2 separate regions of the Mus musculus genome follow, and region 1 is linked to region 2. Evidence: chromatin contacts called from public Hi-C data. All regions are on one chromosome and are shown on one strand. Each heading gives the region's core, a stretch centred on a gene start, on an enhancer-like site or on the middle of the called end of the contact. The rest is flanking DNA. Distances are from core to core; before and after follow the strand shown.

Evidence for each region. Hi-C and Micro-C count contacts between places; a contact is called where the count stands out from the background.
Region 1: a contact with region 2 is called in a Hi-C map of the N1E-115 cell line, with 3 times the contacts expected there. The contact joins two enhancer-like sites. A contact is called at or near these places in 2 of 39 promoter capture datasets (HPC-7-derived erythroid cells and liver), 1 of 484 Hi-C or Micro-C datasets (the N1E-115 cell line) and 2 of 9 other capture datasets (adipose tissue and pancreatic islet).

Annotation. Positions count from the first base shown.
Region 1 is chr8:114,367,655-114,371,348 of GRCm38.p6, reverse strand. Vat1l (vesicle amine transport protein 1 like) reads right to left here. Exons shown (of 9, transcript NM_173016.3): 8 at 1,414-1,497. Among named protein-coding and RNA genes, the nearest start is that of 4933408N05Rik, 18 kb to the right of the region's middle. Within about 2 kb of position 1,853, at least 9 of the 459 cell types and tissues checked have an H3K27ac peak or open chromatin away from gene starts, as enhancers often do. A contact at or near this core is called in the N1E-115 cell line and pancreatic islet, where this site is marked.
Region 2 is chr8:114,260,679-114,264,624 of GRCm38.p6, reverse strand. All of the region lies in intron 3 of Vat1l (vesicle amine transport protein 1 like), which reads right to left. Among named protein-coding and RNA genes, the nearest start is that of Vat1l, 57 kb to the right of the region's middle. Within about 2 kb of position 2,239, at least 12 of the 459 cell types and tissues checked have an H3K27ac peak or open chromatin away from gene starts, as enhancers often do. A contact at or near this core is called in the N1E-115 cell line and pancreatic islet, where this site is marked.

The sequences.
Region 1 (3,694 bases), core at 604-3,103, 110 kb before region 2:
TCTCACGATGTTCTGGATTCAGCTTGACTTCATGTTGTCATCCCTTCAATTCTAGCTTTCCATCTAGAAGGGATGAGACATCTTCCCTACCACTGACGCTTCAAATACCCATGCTTCACTGTCTCTTTCTTCCTTTGGGTGTCAGGGTAAGAACATTCTCAGAAAACAGGAACTATAACTCAACAGGGGTAGAGCTGAGCTCTTGTTGGCCCAAATGGGAGCATCTTTTGGTTTTCATGTGACGGGTTCTGACCCTTGGTCAAGTAAACCTAACCCTAGACCAAGGACCATCAGAACATCATGGGTTCGTGGAGACAGGCATTGCCTTTGCATGGAAAGCCAGTGCCAGATAGTTTGTTTAAATGCAATAGTTGGCCAGGGCAGCTCTAGAACCTTCTATGCACGGTACTGAAAGAGACATATTTACGTAGACCACAGTGTATTTGCGTGGGAGTCCTTGGACCCTAGCTCTTCCTTCCTAATTCCACAATATCATTCCCTACTTCAATAGTCCTGTGATGTCATATTTTTAAAAACTATATTCATGTTGTTATCAGCAATGTAAGTGGCACAAATGACCCTTCCTTTAACTCTCTTGTGTGGAGTGAAATTGCGGTACACCTAAGCTATAGAAGACAAGAATCTGTTTCTGAAAACATACACTTGGGCTGAGAACCATAGATCATTTTACTTATTTCACTTCTATTTCTTGAAAGTGGCAGATACTGCTGCACAAACCTCCATACTTTCTTTGTTTGGCCTACCTAGAACTTAGAGGGGTGGGCCATACTCAGCACCTGCCTTTCTAACTGACTGAGAGGAACCTGTCAGTCTCTTGCTTATAAATAGGACCAAAGGTGGTGGGCTAAACTTTCCCAGGTTGCAAATGGGACTGAGAACCCAGCTTTGAATGCAAGCACTCAGAGGTTCAAGGCTACATCCTATGCCATCTGTCCCCCAAAGATGCTAGTTTGGGACCAGGTAAATCTTATGTGCTGTATTCTTGTGGGTTGCTTGGATATTAGGATTTTCTCCCGACGAAAGCAAGTGAATTCAAGAGGAATACCAGAAGAATCCTGAAGGTAGTGAGCACCAATCTGTTGGGTCCATGTATGTGCATTAAGATTAGCTAGGAAGCCTTTGCATTGGTGCCTAGACATAACAGTTGTAAATGTTTGGTTTTTTCCTATCCATTTTCTGTCTGTCCCCACTCAGCAATTTTCCTGTCTTTCTCAAACACTTTAATTTTTCCATCTCCACTTTCATTAGTCCGTGGCTAATCCCTCATTCTGGCATCATGGGAGAGCTTGCAAACTGCCTGTATTTCCTCGGACACCAGCTCTGACTACTTCTGACGATCCATCGGTTTGTCTTTGGTGTTGAGCTGGGTAGTTCCCTCTACGTTCCACTTACCAGCGGGGTCGGCGTCTTTTCCACATCCAGAATTAACTTCCCGATGTTCCCTCGGTCGTGGATGCGCTGCATGGCCTCTTTTACCTGGGGCACAAGACATGAGAGACATGAGTGAAATCAGGAAAATGTGCCCGAAGAAGGCAATCCACCCGCCTTCCACCAGAGGGCGCTACAGCTCAAATAGTGGTTCAGCCAGCAACTTTTTGTGGCGCAAATCTATTCAATCGACTCCTGTCAGTCACACATGCTGACCTGTCCTGTAAGTCTTCTGGGTCTGAAAAATAAGGGTTGTAGTTTTCACAACGAAAGGATAAATATATATTTTATAAGTCAGAATGGTCTGGCAGAATGTTAAACAATGAGAGTATTTGTGAGGGTTTGAGACCTGCCTACTTAAGTGTTACGTAACTCTGCTTCATAATTTTTGGCTAAATAAGCTAGTTACCAGGGCAAAACCCGCATTTGCGAAATCCCTTAGCTTTCTAGTTGCTGGGGTAAAACTGCTTCTACCTAGCGGCACTCTCGTTAGAGGAGCATCTTCCCTAGAAACAAGGACCTATGGTTTCCTTTCCCACGTCCAGGCGCTTATCAGACTCACGAATGTCACTGCGGGACCGGATGGGGACAAGGATGGGGGACAGTGATCACCTGCGAAAGGAAAGTCCATTTGTTCTGAGCCTTTCTTTTTGCTGCTGTGCAGAACATGAACTGCAGGGGGCGCTGTGGGGATTAATAGAGAAGACACTGAACCTTGCCTGCCCTCCATGTATGTCTCAAGTGAAATCTAAACGGGATGCAACATCTCTTGCCTCACAAAAGTCAATTTATAAAAACTTAAAATAGGTTGAGTCTAAATATTTTTGTAAAGTCTCACAATTTTAATACTCTTGTTCCTTCAGCTTCAAGGTTAGATGCTCTGACATTAAAAAAAAAAAAGTCAGACATCGTTAACTGCGCATAGGGAACTCAGCCTGTGGCTGATGGAGAAATGTTTGCTTATTTGAAAATCAAAGGCTTCTTGCTATTCATTTGAATCCAAACTCACAGAACCATTAAAATGTTTGTGTTCAAATTGCTTTTCTGGGACTTTAGAGACACAATTCCATTTATGGGAGAAAAACATAAAAGATAATGACTTCGTTGCTTTTAGTGGCAAAACACTGAAACAGCTTATGTGTCGAAGTAAAGGGATGGGTAAATAAACAATGGCTTTTTACATTCATCTACCAAGTGGGGATGTTGCAGAGCTGTTAAGGAAAAGAAAGATATATGCCACTAATTATAAAGTAGACACGGCAGGATCGAATGCTTTTGTAATCTTGCTAAATGAGAAAACCGAAAGAAGTACTTTTATTTACATCTCTATAAAAATGTAGGTATTGTAAAACAGCTGGGAAGGAAGGCTTGCAGGTGTGCCTTGAAAGTCAGGCGGAGAAAAGGAGGGCATTTTGACTCTACCATCCAAATAATATTATGCAGTCATGTGCTGTCAAATCAACACTTAATATAAATTCCATGGGTCTTTCCAATGCAGTTTTTTTGGTCTCTATGCGATGAGGAACAACCTGTTTTTTAGACTGAGAATGTCAGGTAATTGTGAATTATTATTATTATTATTGACCCCGATAAACAAACCAGTTGAGTCCTTCCATTTACATGATGACTTCTGAAGTATTTTCACACTTGGTCATAAAACCTGGTACCATTGGTCACCCCTGACCATCTGTGGAGGCTGATTCTGAAGCTCTCCACGGACTCCAACATAGAACCTACATAGAACCTACACACATTTCCCCATAGACTTTTTTTTTTCCTAGATTATTTGTTCCACCAAGTACCACATGATACTGTGCTCTTCGACTGTCTAGCAAATCACGAAAGCAAATCAAAGTCTTCACATTCAGGGCCTGGAGAGATGGCTCAGTGGTGAAGAGCACTGACTGCTCTTCTTAAGGTCATGAGTTCAAATCCCAGCAACCACATGGTGGCTCACAACCATCCATAATGAGAACTGATGCTCTCTTTTGGTGGGTCTGAAGACAGCTACAGTGTGCAATCAATCAATCAACCAATCAATCAATCTTTTTAAAAGTCTTCATGGTCATGTAATCCCCCCCCCCGCCCCCCGTATTTCCTCATCGACGTTTGCTGAAACTGCTGATGTAGAGTCTGTAGATGAGGCAGGCTCACTGTGCTTACTGAAAAGCTCTAGGTCATGGCAGATGGTTGCTAGCACAGCTCTCTGCCCCTTGTGGGATTCATATCCTTGGGTTCTTTTCTC
Region 2 (3,946 bases), core at 990-3,489:
CAGCAATACCTCTCCTGGGCATATATCCAGAAGATGTCCCAACCAATTGATTTAAAATGGATGGCTTTTAAGGTTGTTACCATTTAAGATTTTTCTTTTCTCACACTAACTTGTTCTTTAACTGAGCCCCAGAGAGTCTATCTGAAGATGTTTCTTTGAGACCGTGAAAGCCAAACTAGACCTGAGGGCACAGGCCACCCATCCCAGCTACTTGAGAAGTGGGGGGCCAAGGAGATTGCAAATTCAAGGCCCACCCTTGATACACAATGAGATTGAGACACAAAGGGATACACAATGAGATTGAGACCAAGCATGCTGGCCTCCTTAAATGCAAGCCCCCCAAACCATTGAAAAGCAAAGCAAAAAAAGAGAGCAGGAAAAGCAGTGTCTATCGGCGTCATAACCACTTCTGAGTTCTCTTCGAAAATAGACTTCGGCTTAGCTCCTCTAAAGGTTGTTTTCACTTTTAAACAGCTTATGGAAACCACAGGCCATTAATGTGGTCAGAGAATGGGAAAATAAACTTAGCATAACGAACCTGGGCATGCACTGAGAAAATGCGTAGAGGAAATGGAGAGGAAAGATTTATTCCAAAGAATCATAGACTGGTGTTTTCCGATTTCACCAATGCACAGAGGCACTGACTTGCAAAGGTACCATGCACTATATTACAAAGCCCGGGCCTCTGGACATTCACATTATCCTTAAGCCTTTCTTGTATGACAATATAAACTCCCATGTTGGGACTTCACAATTAACGTTGTCCTTTGCCTGCTCAACAATTCAGTCCATTCCATTCTGGGAAGAACATGATAGTCAAATCCCACCTTGGGGACTGCTCTCTGTGACCTACCAAAAAACCAGCAAGGTGTATCCTATGAGCTTGCCCATTGTTCTCTAAAGATTTGTCAGTTTTCCTTTTCCTTTGTTGTGGAGGGTGGAGACCTGGAGACAGGAGCTGATGTAGAGACTAGAAGAGGAACGAACCCCTTACTGTCTTGCTTCCCAATAGCTTGCTCAGCTTACTTTTTTATTGAACCCAGGGCCACCTGCCCACTCATAATGGTCTGGGCCCTCTCCCATTAGTCACTAATTAAGAAAATGCCCTACTGGCTTGCCAATAGCCCTATCTTATGCAAGCACTTTCTCAATTGAGGCTCCCTCCTCTCTGATAACTTCACCTTGCAGCAAGTTGATATAAATTAGCAGCAACAGAGCTATGGGGGAAGCCATCACCCAGCCTAAAGTGGGGCTTTCCAGGAGTGTTTCAGAATCATTGGTGATGCTGTGAGCGAGCCAGATAAACTCATTGGCTCACCAAGGGAGACTTGAGTGTGTCAGTTGGTCCCTATTGTTGAGTAGATGTTTGCTAACAGCGTCTAGACGTTTACACAACAGGATCTTCTTCGTATTAGCTCCCTGCAAAGCAGTAGACACATTGTTTTTTGCAGAGACTTGGTAGGGTACTAGTTATATGAATGAATACATCTCAGAACTGGTACCATCCAGTATCCTCTTTAGAGACCTCTTGAAATGCAGATTCCTAGGCTCTACAAAAACCTTCTGTAGGAGAACTGTCCAGATGGGGAGTTGCAGTCTGAATTTCATAAGTCTTCTTAAGGAATCAGATACACAGGGCTGGGGGTGGGGGCTGGGGGAGGTGCTGGAGAGATGGCTCAGTGGTTAAGAGCACTGACTGCTTTTCTAGAGGTTCTGAGTTCAATTCTCAGCAACCCATGGTGACTCACAATTATCTGTAATGGGATCCGATGCCCTTTCTGAAATGTGTTTGAAGATGGCTACAGTATATTTATAGAAAATAATTAAGTCTTTAAAAAAAGATACACAGAACTCTGGATGCAGGTAATCCTAAGTAGGTGACATCTACTCCATGGGGAGTAGGTAAGAAGTCTACCCAACAGACTTGAATGGCAGGTTTCTATTCAAACCCCAACTAGGACTTGGTTCTTAGTGTATCCTTTCTAAGTTCCTGAGGGATTCTGATGTGCAGCAGTGCTGGGATGCACTGCTTCATGATGGTTTCCTGCCTCTAATGTGTTCTGTCATGGCCCTGACACGCTCCATTTCCTCTTTGCCTAAGTGAGGTTGACATCACAGTCACACACAGGCCCAGTGTGTGGGATCCTGTCAGTTAAGACAAATTGACATAGACTTCTGTGACTCAGACACAGGAAGAGGAAATAAGTCCTTAACACCAAGAGCAGGGCCTGAAACTCTTAACCCTCTGGAAGTACCTGACCTCTGAGCTATCCCGGGTTGGAGCCATGGAAGCTGTACACCGAGTTTCCCAAGAGCTCTGACTCATCAGCCAATTGTAATTGTAACTTTCCTGTGGCTATTTTCTCTGAATTGAAATACCCACTCTCCCTGAAAAGGGGCCTTGCAAACCTCAGGAAGGGAAATGGAGAGAGTATACACTTTTCTTCAGGTCTCAGAGCTACAGCCACAGGCAAGATTCGAACCACCTTTGTCAACTTCGGTCAACTTTGTCTGCCCAGGCTGTTATGGGATAGCAGTGAGTATGAGAGCTACAGTAGGCTTCAATGGGTAGAGGGGGGGAAGAAAGGAGAGGGAGAAAGAAGAGAGGGGGGAGAGAGAGAGGAAAAGAGAGAGAAGAGGAGAGGAGAGGAGAGGAGAGGAGAGGAGAGGAGAGGAGAGGAGAGGAGAGGAGAGGAGAGGAGAGGAGAGGAGAGAAGAGAAGAGAAGAGAAGAGAAGAGAAGAGAAGAGAAGAGAAGAGAAGAGAAGAGAAGAGAAGAGAAGAGAAGAGAAGAGAAGAGAAGAGAAGAGAAGAGGAAGAGAGAGACTCTTAACAGGCTAGTTGATTTCCATCAAGCATTGTGACTGACACTTGCTGCCATCTCATGCTTCCAAGCCTGTCCTTGGTCCCCACCATGAACACAGGCTCAGAGAAGACAATTGCACAGCCTCAAGGTAGTTCTGCCAGGACTGGAACCAGGTTTAGAAGTGTAACTGGAAGTGATGGGATTTAACCCATGCCTCTGTAGTGTCAAGGGCAAGCTCATGGTTCATTGTTATTGACCTTCAGTGAAAGAAAAAGGAGACAATGCAGAGGTGGCTTGGCAAGATGAAGCTCCCATTCCTTGGACAGAAAAGGTCCAGGGGGAGGAGACAAGAGAGGTAAAAGGGAGGGTACCTATGATCAAATTGCCATATATACCTATATGGCTATAGCAACACAAGGTGCATTGATTTGTACAATGAATATGTGTTCATAATTGTAATAGGGGCTATTATGGCCCAGTTGCTAGAGTTCTTTCCTAGCATGCAAGAAAGCTTGAGTACAATGCCCAGCACTGCTTAAAACTAGAATTGTGGCACAGGCCTTTAATTCTATTACTCAAAAGGTAGAGGCAGAAAAATCGAAATTGAAGACTACACTTGGCTCATGCCTGCTAGCTTCAGGCCAGTCTGGGCTACATAAGGCTCTGCATCAAAAAAAAAAAAAAAAAAAAAAAATAAGGGCTAGATGTGTTGATATAAGCCTTTAATTCCAACACTGGGAAAGTCAGAGACAGGCAGGTCTTTGTGAGTTTACAGGCCAGCCTGGTCTATATAACAAATTCAGGTCAGCCAGGGCTACATTGTGAGGCCCTTTCTTTATATACATATATATGTATATGTGTGTATGTATATGTATATATATATATATATATATATATATATATATATTAAGATAAATTTTGCAAAAGATGGAAGGGAGGGGGGTCATAAACCAATACTCTTAGCTTTTGACAGTTGATGGTTTCTTGGGGTGGGATAGTCAGGCTGCTTTCTTTGTAAGTATGGTACCTGGTAGGTTGACCACACTCCCGTGGAAAGCCCCGCATCTGAGAGTATATGGGCAACACAATCAGACTCAGTGAGTTAAATTAAAAATTAAAAACAGAGGAAACAACATTGGGA